Regions from separate parts of the Sus scrofa genome. Here region 1 is linked to region 2. A link is a contact called in public HiChIP or PLAC-seq data. All regions are on one chromosome and are shown on one strand. The core of a region is the stretch at or near the end of the contact, and the rest is flanking DNA. Distances in the headings are between cores, read along the strand shown.

Evidence for each region. HiChIP or PLAC-seq counts read pairs in DNA pulled down with a chosen protein or histone mark.
Region 1: an H3K27ac HiChIP or PLAC-seq map of alveolar macrophages shows a contact between it and region 2. The contact joins the promoter of SBSN here to the promoter of FXYD5 in region 2. A contact is called at or near these places in 1 of 5 promoter capture datasets (fetal liver) and 1 of 2 datasets of contacts at active chromatin or transcription factors (alveolar macrophages).

Annotation. Positions count from the first base shown.
Region 1 is chr6:44,964,538-44,968,313 of Sscrofa11.1, reverse strand. It overlaps SBSN (suprabasin), which reads left to right and starts at 1,722. Exons shown (of 4, transcript XM_021097160.1): 1 at 1,722-3,776. The coding sequence starts at 3,480.
Region 2 is chr6:44,680,895-44,684,452 of Sscrofa11.1, reverse strand. It overlaps FXYD5 (FXYD domain-containing ion transport regulator 5), which reads right to left and starts at 2,208. Exons shown (of 9, transcript XM_021097213.1): 1 at 2,068-2,208; 2 at 1,276-1,327. The coding sequence starts at 2,193. FXYD7 (FXYD domain-containing ion transport regulator 7) reads right to left here. Exons shown (of 12, transcript XM_021097203.1): 12 at 2,607-3,008. The coding sequence ends at 2,986.

The DNA of each region.
Region 1 (3,776 bases), core at 473-2,972, 280 kb before region 2:
CCCCAGTCTTAGAGAAACCCCCAAGTCTTATTCTTTCACAACACCCTGCTCTTTTCTCATGGCGTTTTATGTGGTTTGCCATGATTTAGGTACTGATTTATTTGTCTTTTGTCTCCCTGTTGGGCCGTTTGGCCCATTCTTTTCTGTTCTGTTCACTGGTCCCCCAGCTCCTAATGCTATGCCTGACATGAAGCAGGCTTTCAGTAAACATTAGGGAAAGCACAGATGGACCCGCGACTCCCTTCCCCCAAAGCCCTAGGGGTAAGGGGCTTACTTGCCCACCTGTGACTCATGGGCAGGCACCTTCACCTGCAGGGCCAGTTGACACACAGCTGTGACCAAGATTTAGGGGGTGTGAGGGTTTAGGCCAGGAAGGAGTCATCATCCCAGAGACAGGTGTGGAAACAAGAAGCGGCAGAATGACATAACCTCTTCCTTCCCCAAACCTCCACGGGAACTCAGTTTGCTGAGCACCTGCCATGGCACAGAGTAAGGGTGAGGCCCTCCTCCTTGGACAGCCCGGGAGAGGTGGAACTGAGAGTTAACTGAGGGTACAGCTGGGGAGATTCCAGTGAACCAAGACCAAAAAACAGAATGAAGGAGGGCAGATTTAACATCGTGCAGTCAAGGCGAGGGGAAAAGTGCACCAAGAAAATCAGGACTGAAAAGGGACGGATTTTGTACAACTTTACAGTTGTATCTGTGAAAAGCTAGATGCAGTTAAAAATTTCTTAGAAACTATAAGGGATCAAAACTGGCACCAAAAGAAATGGCAGGGAGTTCCTGCCATGGCTCAGTGGAAACGAACCTGACTAGTGTCCATGAGGATGCAGGTTCAATCCCTGGCCTTACCCAGTGGGCTAAGGATCCCGTGTTTCTGGGAACTGTGGTGTAGGTCACAGGTGGGGCTCAGACCCGTGTTGCTGTGGCTTGTGGTGTAAGCTGGCAGCTGTAGTTCTGATTCGACCCTTAGCTTGGGGACTTCCATATGCTGTGGGTGTGGCCGTTAAAAAAAAAAAAAAAAAAAGAAATGGCAAATCTGAGCAGGCCAATAACAAGAGAAGAAACTAGGAGTTAAGCTCTCTCCTCCCAAAGGTCGATTCAGATCCCGATGGGCAAGATCTGCTGAAGCATGGAGAACAAAAGTTTGCCATCCTACAGGACCTGCTACAGAGCCTGACCAGAGCTGGGCAGCCCCAGGGCGGCTCCTGTGCTGAGAGGCCCTGGGTAGGCACGAGCCCTGAGGCCCTGCGGTGTGGCAGGCACCCTGTGTGTGCGTTCATTGCTCACCTTCACAGTGGGGGTGCTCTGGGGGCACTGGGAGAGAGCTCAGCTGCTGAAACCACCACTCGCCCCAGGAGAGGAGGGTGAAGGGCAAAGGCCCAGGCTCATCTCCGCTTTGGAGAGGCCAGCGTCCTGAGTCAGGTAGTGGCAAATGGGAGTGAAGCACCGAGGAGAGGGGCCGAGGCTCGCAGAAGGGGTAGGAGGGGGCGGGGGGGGGGGAACCAAGAGAAATGGAGTCCGTTTCTGACGGAGAGACCCCAGCTCTCAAGCTTGGGGCAGATCAGGATTCTGAAGCTCACCACCCAGCCACCTCCTGGCACAGGAAACTCCATCCTTCAGGTGCTGCATGAGGGCAGAAGAGCTACACCTGAAGTGACCCAGGGATGTGGCCTTGTCCCTGCACTGTGAAACTGGGAAACAGATTTGGTGAGCCCCAGCTTGGTTCACACCCTGCTCACCCTTAGTCACCCTCTATAGGCAGAGCCTAGAGAAGGCAGAAAGGAGCTCCTGGGTCTGGGAGTCCCGGTTCTGGGTGGAGCCAAGTGCCCAGGAGCTGGGGTGGAACCCTGGGTCCTCCAAGGGGAGTGGGCCCTTGTCACCCTTGTTGAGCCAAGCCTGAAAACACGGGCAGAGAGCTTCTTGCCACACCTGGGCACTCACACACATAGCCCTGCCGCCCCCACTTGCTCACACCCTGCGCATTCCTTCCTGCCTGGCCTTCCCACCCGCAGTCCAGTCCCAGCTCCAGCCCCGCCCCCAGGCTCTCCCCTTGGCACCACAATGCAAACATCTTTCACCCCTGCACCCAGCTCTACTCACCCACCAGCCTGCATCCTTCTGGCCTCTGCTTCCCTCTGAACCGGTGCTAGAGGGTTACGCTGCGACAGACCTACCAGCCACCGCCCACCCCTTCCTTCGACGCCCCTGCTCACACCTAGCCAAACTCCCAGCACTTGGTAATATGTCCACACTTGGGGCTCCAGGTTGGGACTTAAGAGGCCTCAGGGGGAGGAGAGCAGGAAGGATGCGCTCCTGGCCCTCAGCCCAAGTTCTGGCTGACAGTCTCCTGCTGCCCCGGCTCTTCAGCCCCTCCCTTGGGCTGCCTCAACCGGCTTTTCAGGAGACACTGCGTCCTGTCCCAGCTCATGGCAATCAGCACCCTGCCCTTGCCCAAGGGCTGGGAGACAGGCCAGGAATGTGATCCTGGCTCCCAAACCTGCAGCCTTCTCCCAGGGACCTCCTGCTGCCCTGGGGATCCAGGCAACCATCCCCCCAGCACCCTCTGAGACTCAGGCTCAGGCCTGGACTCTCTTCCTCTGGCTTCTCACCTATCCATTTGTTCAACCTATGAATATTTACTGAACCCCAGGCGGTGTTCTAGAAGCTTGGGGATATAGCAGTGACCAATATAGACAAGGTCCTCTGGAAGCTTATGATCTGATAGGTGAGACAGACAATAAAGGAGGTAATTTCAGACCGTGGGAAGAGCTATAAAAACTAAAGGATGATAGTACGGAGTATAACCAGGAGCTGGCTAGGGAGGGTTTTTTGGGCAAGGGGACACTTGAGCCAAGAAGAGAATGAGGAAGAACCCACCTAGTGAAAACATGCGTTCTACATTCCAGGCCTCAAAAATAACCTGTGCAACAGCCGTGAGGCAGGAATGGAGCAGGCAGAAGACCTGCGCGGCTGGAGCACAGTAAGCAGTGGGGCTGGGGGTCAGCATAATCAGAGAGAACAAGGTCAACTCCCCAAGTGCGTCTCCCATCTTCCCAGACTCCACCCCTGGGGCAGCTGGATCCTGAGGTCCCCCGAGAGGAACAAAGTTACTGAAGAGCCAGGCCTGGCTCCCAGGGATGGAGGGTGGGGAGAGAGGAGGCCTGGAGAGTTGGGTGAGGAATGAAAAGAGGAGGTGGTTGGAAGGGCAGACATCTGGGCTCAGGTGGAGGGCCCAAGGTGGGCAAGGAGCACAGATGCCATGTGAGTCTTCTCCATTCATGACTCACCCTCTGTCCTCCTCCTCTTTATTGCTCAACCCCAAATCTCCCTGGGAAGTACCTCCCTGACTGGGGACCAAGTCAGTGCCTCACAGGGTAATTGAGTCATTAGGGGTGGAGAAGAAGAAGGAGACGGAGGATAAATAGCAGCTTTGCCTCCCTGGCTCCTCTCTGCATCCTCCCCACTTTCCCAACGACATGCGTCTTGCCAGTTTGGTCAGCTCCTGCTCCCTCCTGCTGCTACTGGGGACTCTCCCTGGATGGGCAGCCAATGATGACCCCATCGAAAAGGTCATTGAAGGGATCAACCGAGGGCTGAGCAATGCAGAGAGAGAGATGGGCAAGGCCTTGGAAGGCATCAATAATGGAATCACTCAAGCTGGAAGGGAAGTAGAGAAAGTTTTTCATGGACTCAACAACATGGGGAACCAGGCCGGCAAGGAGCTGGACAAGGGCATCCAGGGGCTCAACCATGGCATGGACAAGGTAGCCCAC
Region 2 (3,558 bases), core at 959-3,458:
AAGGATCTCCCCCACTATTTAACATGCAGTGAGTGGCGATACAACCCCCGCCCCCTGGTGGCTCAGCAAGGTAAGGATCTGGCTATGGCTCTGGTTACGGCTATGGCGCAGGTTCTATCCCTGGCCTGGGAATTTCCGCATGCCATGGGCAAGGCCAAAAAAAAAAAAAAAAAAAAAAGCCATAAGTCTCTCCTCCACCTGATCCCCTGTCACCTCTCTGACCTCTCCTCCTCCACTCTGCCCCATTCACCCCAACCCAGCCTAGCCTGCCTGCTGTTGCTCACACTCTTCAGGCAGCACTCACGTACCAGCTGGGCTTGTCTCCTCCTCTCCTTCATGTGTCTGCCCAAATGTCACTTTCTGGTGAGATCTTTCCTGATCGCCTTAACCCTCATCTTCGGTATTTTTCTCCAAAGCATGTATCATCTTCTAACACACTATATTAATTTACCGATGGATGGTTTATTATCTGTCTTTCCAACCGGAACATGCATTGCTATTTCCCCAGTGCATAGAATAAGAGCTGGCACATGGAGCTGCTCCGTGAATGCTTGTTGAATGACTGAATGAACACATGCAAACCATTTTATCAAAGAGAAATGGGGTAGCTTCAGTGGAGAGTTTGCTCTGGGTTCCAAGGTTGCAGCCCAGCCCCTCCACTCACTAGCCTCTGGCACAGAGCACTTCACTGAGCCTCAGTTTCCTCCTCTGTAAAATGGGCATGCCAAGAGCATCACAGAGTAGAGCTGAAGTGGAAACGAGCTCATGAACACAGCACCTTCCATGCAGAAAGCCCTCGCCAAGGCCCATCACAGGTATTGCTTTGAGAAAACACTTGTCAGGCAAGGCTGAGACATCTCCAGCTCCTGGACTGGCCCCAGCTCACCCCCTTTCCCTAATCGTACATCACCCCAGGATCCAGGGAGATGCTTTGCTGGGAACGTGGGGCTCCTGACTGCCAAGCAGAAAACCGATACGCATCTTCCTGCCAAACCAAACTCAGTGCGTTCTCCTTGGAGGTGAAATGGAAGATTCTCAGCAGGACAGGCCCCAGCCAGACACGCTGGAAGCAGCCACCTAGGTCCAAGGTATCTAAAGAGGGTGTAACGTTGGCCCCCTCATCAGGCCCCCATTTCCTGGTGCCGGCTCAGTAGGGGACAGAGGACACAGGACAGAGCATCCAAACCCACCATCCGCCCACCCAGCAGCACACGCACCCCAAGTGGGGCTGAGGACCCTGCAGCAGGCAGGGTGGAGACCAGGGCTGGGGCTTACCTGGGAGAATCAGGCCAGTGATGATGAGACACAGGCAATCAGAGGGCGACATCTATGGGGCAAGCCAGAGCTGGGGGTCAGCCATGATGTCAGTGGGGCGGCCCAGAGCCACCCAGGAGAATCTGCAGCCCCCTTCCTTACCCTGAGCAGGCACCTCTGGCTTCAAGGACACCTGCCGGGGCTGACCACTGGCTGTGGGGACAGACGGAAGCCAGGGGGAGGGTCTCAGAAGTGGGAGTCCCCAGCAGTCACTCTGTCTCTTCCTCTCCAGGTCCCCAAAGAAAACAAGAAGCATCCGACTAAACCAGGCTTCCAGGAGCAGCCACTGCACAGGGCCAGCCCTGAGGCAGAGAAGCACTGACCAGCTGGCCCCCGACGGACCCTGCAGGGCAAGGCGAGGGGTATCGGGCCCAGGAGTAGATCTGAGGGCCTGGGCCCTCCCGCTGGGGCTGTTCTCAGAGCAGAGTCGTCAGCAAGGAGGGGGAAAGAGGAAGAGTGAGTAATGTGCTCCTGATCTCAGAGGAAAAAGTGAGCTGGTGCGAGGGGCCTCGCAGCAGGGACAATAGAACAGGATGCTGGGCAGAGCTGGGAGGGCTGGAGGAGCGCTGGGGAGACTGAGGCAGGAGGGAAGGCAGCCGGCGGCACAGGGTGGGAGCGGCGCGCGGCGGGCGGGCGGGAGAGGTGAGCAGGGATGGGGGCGGAGAGGCCCGGGAAAGGTCAGCGTCCTCCCCACCTGAGCCCAGCCCCTGGGCCGAGGGGAGCGGGCGGAGGAGGATGGAAGGAGAGACTCACTTCAGAGCTGGGGGTCCCGAGCCAGCAGCCTCGTGCGGCGAGGGCAGCGGCGGTGGTGGCGGCGTCCAGGCGGAGGGTGTGGCCAGGGGAGCGCTGGCGGGCGGGGACCGAGACGGGCTCAGTCATTTCCTCTTGGGTTTCCTGGCTTCAGAGCCGGGGGTGGGAGCAGGAGGGGGGAGACGCTGAGGGGGATGGGGGGGCAGAGATGAGAAGCAGGGCCGAGGCCTGCACCCACCCTGCCTGGGGGCGGGTGGGGGCGGGGAGCGGGGCGCGCAGGTCTGGGCAGGGTGGGTGCACCCTGGGGTGGGGGTGGGGTCTGCTCTGGGGTCTGGGGAGGGGGAAGAGAAGGCAAGGGGCGCCTGGAGGGGGGCACTGAGGGAGGAGAAGGGACGCTTGAGGGGCTGTGAGGGAGGGGGGACTGGCGGACTGGGGAGGGGAAGGAGGGGGAAGTCTGGGGCGGCGGAGCGAGCTCCCCACGTTCAGTTTTGCCCCCTCCCCCATTCTGTCCCCACAGATGAGAACACACAGACAGAACAGGGGAAAAACCAAATGCACATTTATTAAGCTCAAGACATGGACACCGGGGATGCGGGAGGTGGGGCGGGGGGAACGGATCTTCTGAGAGGAGACAGGGAGGTGCCGGGAAGAGGGACACGGGGATTCTGGGGGGCTGAGGGTGGACTCCTGGACCCCAGGAGCTGGAGGCCTGGGTCCCTGGATCTGGGATGCAGACGGGCTCTTTGGGGGGTCGTCATTGCCAAGGCCTGGGGAGGTGCGGCGGCTCCAGCCTTGGAGTGGGTGGGGCGGCTCATTCAGGGAAGCGCTCCCGGGGCAAGGCTGGGGTCCCCACCGCCTCCACCCGGACCTCAGGCTCCCGCACTCAGGCAGGGACAGCAGCGGAGGTGCCCAGGGCTGGTTTTACACACCACCACCTCCAGGGGCTGGGAGGGGAGAGAGAGAAAGAGAGAGTGAGGGGGCCAGGAGGTGTCAGTCAGTGACAAGAGGGGTGGAGGTAGCCCCCTCCCCACTACCAGTGGACCCTTCACTCCCACCTTGGAAGCCAGACCTCCAGGACTGTCACCCCTGAGCAACTCCTGGGGAGGTGTCTTGCCTCTCTACACCCTGCTGTCTGGCTCCTACAGGGACTCCTCGGTGGCTTTTGTCCTGTCCCACAGGACACTGTCACGAGGGGAATACCCCTGTGATGAGGCTGGAGACCCTACCCTGGCCTAGCCTGGGCTTTTCCGGGGCATCCCCCTGCCAGAAAGGCAGTCTCCATTGCCCTCTATGCCCTTTCTAAGAGGCAGAGAGATTCCCATCCATCTCTGATTTTTAAAAAGTCCCTGGAAAGGACACAGTTCCACTAAAAACAGGTCAAGATATTTTTGCATAATTAAAATTAACACCCCCAAGGAGTCACAATCTTTCATCTACATGCTTATCCCCCCACATCCTACATCTCTCCCCATCGTCCTTTACACTTTCCCTCCC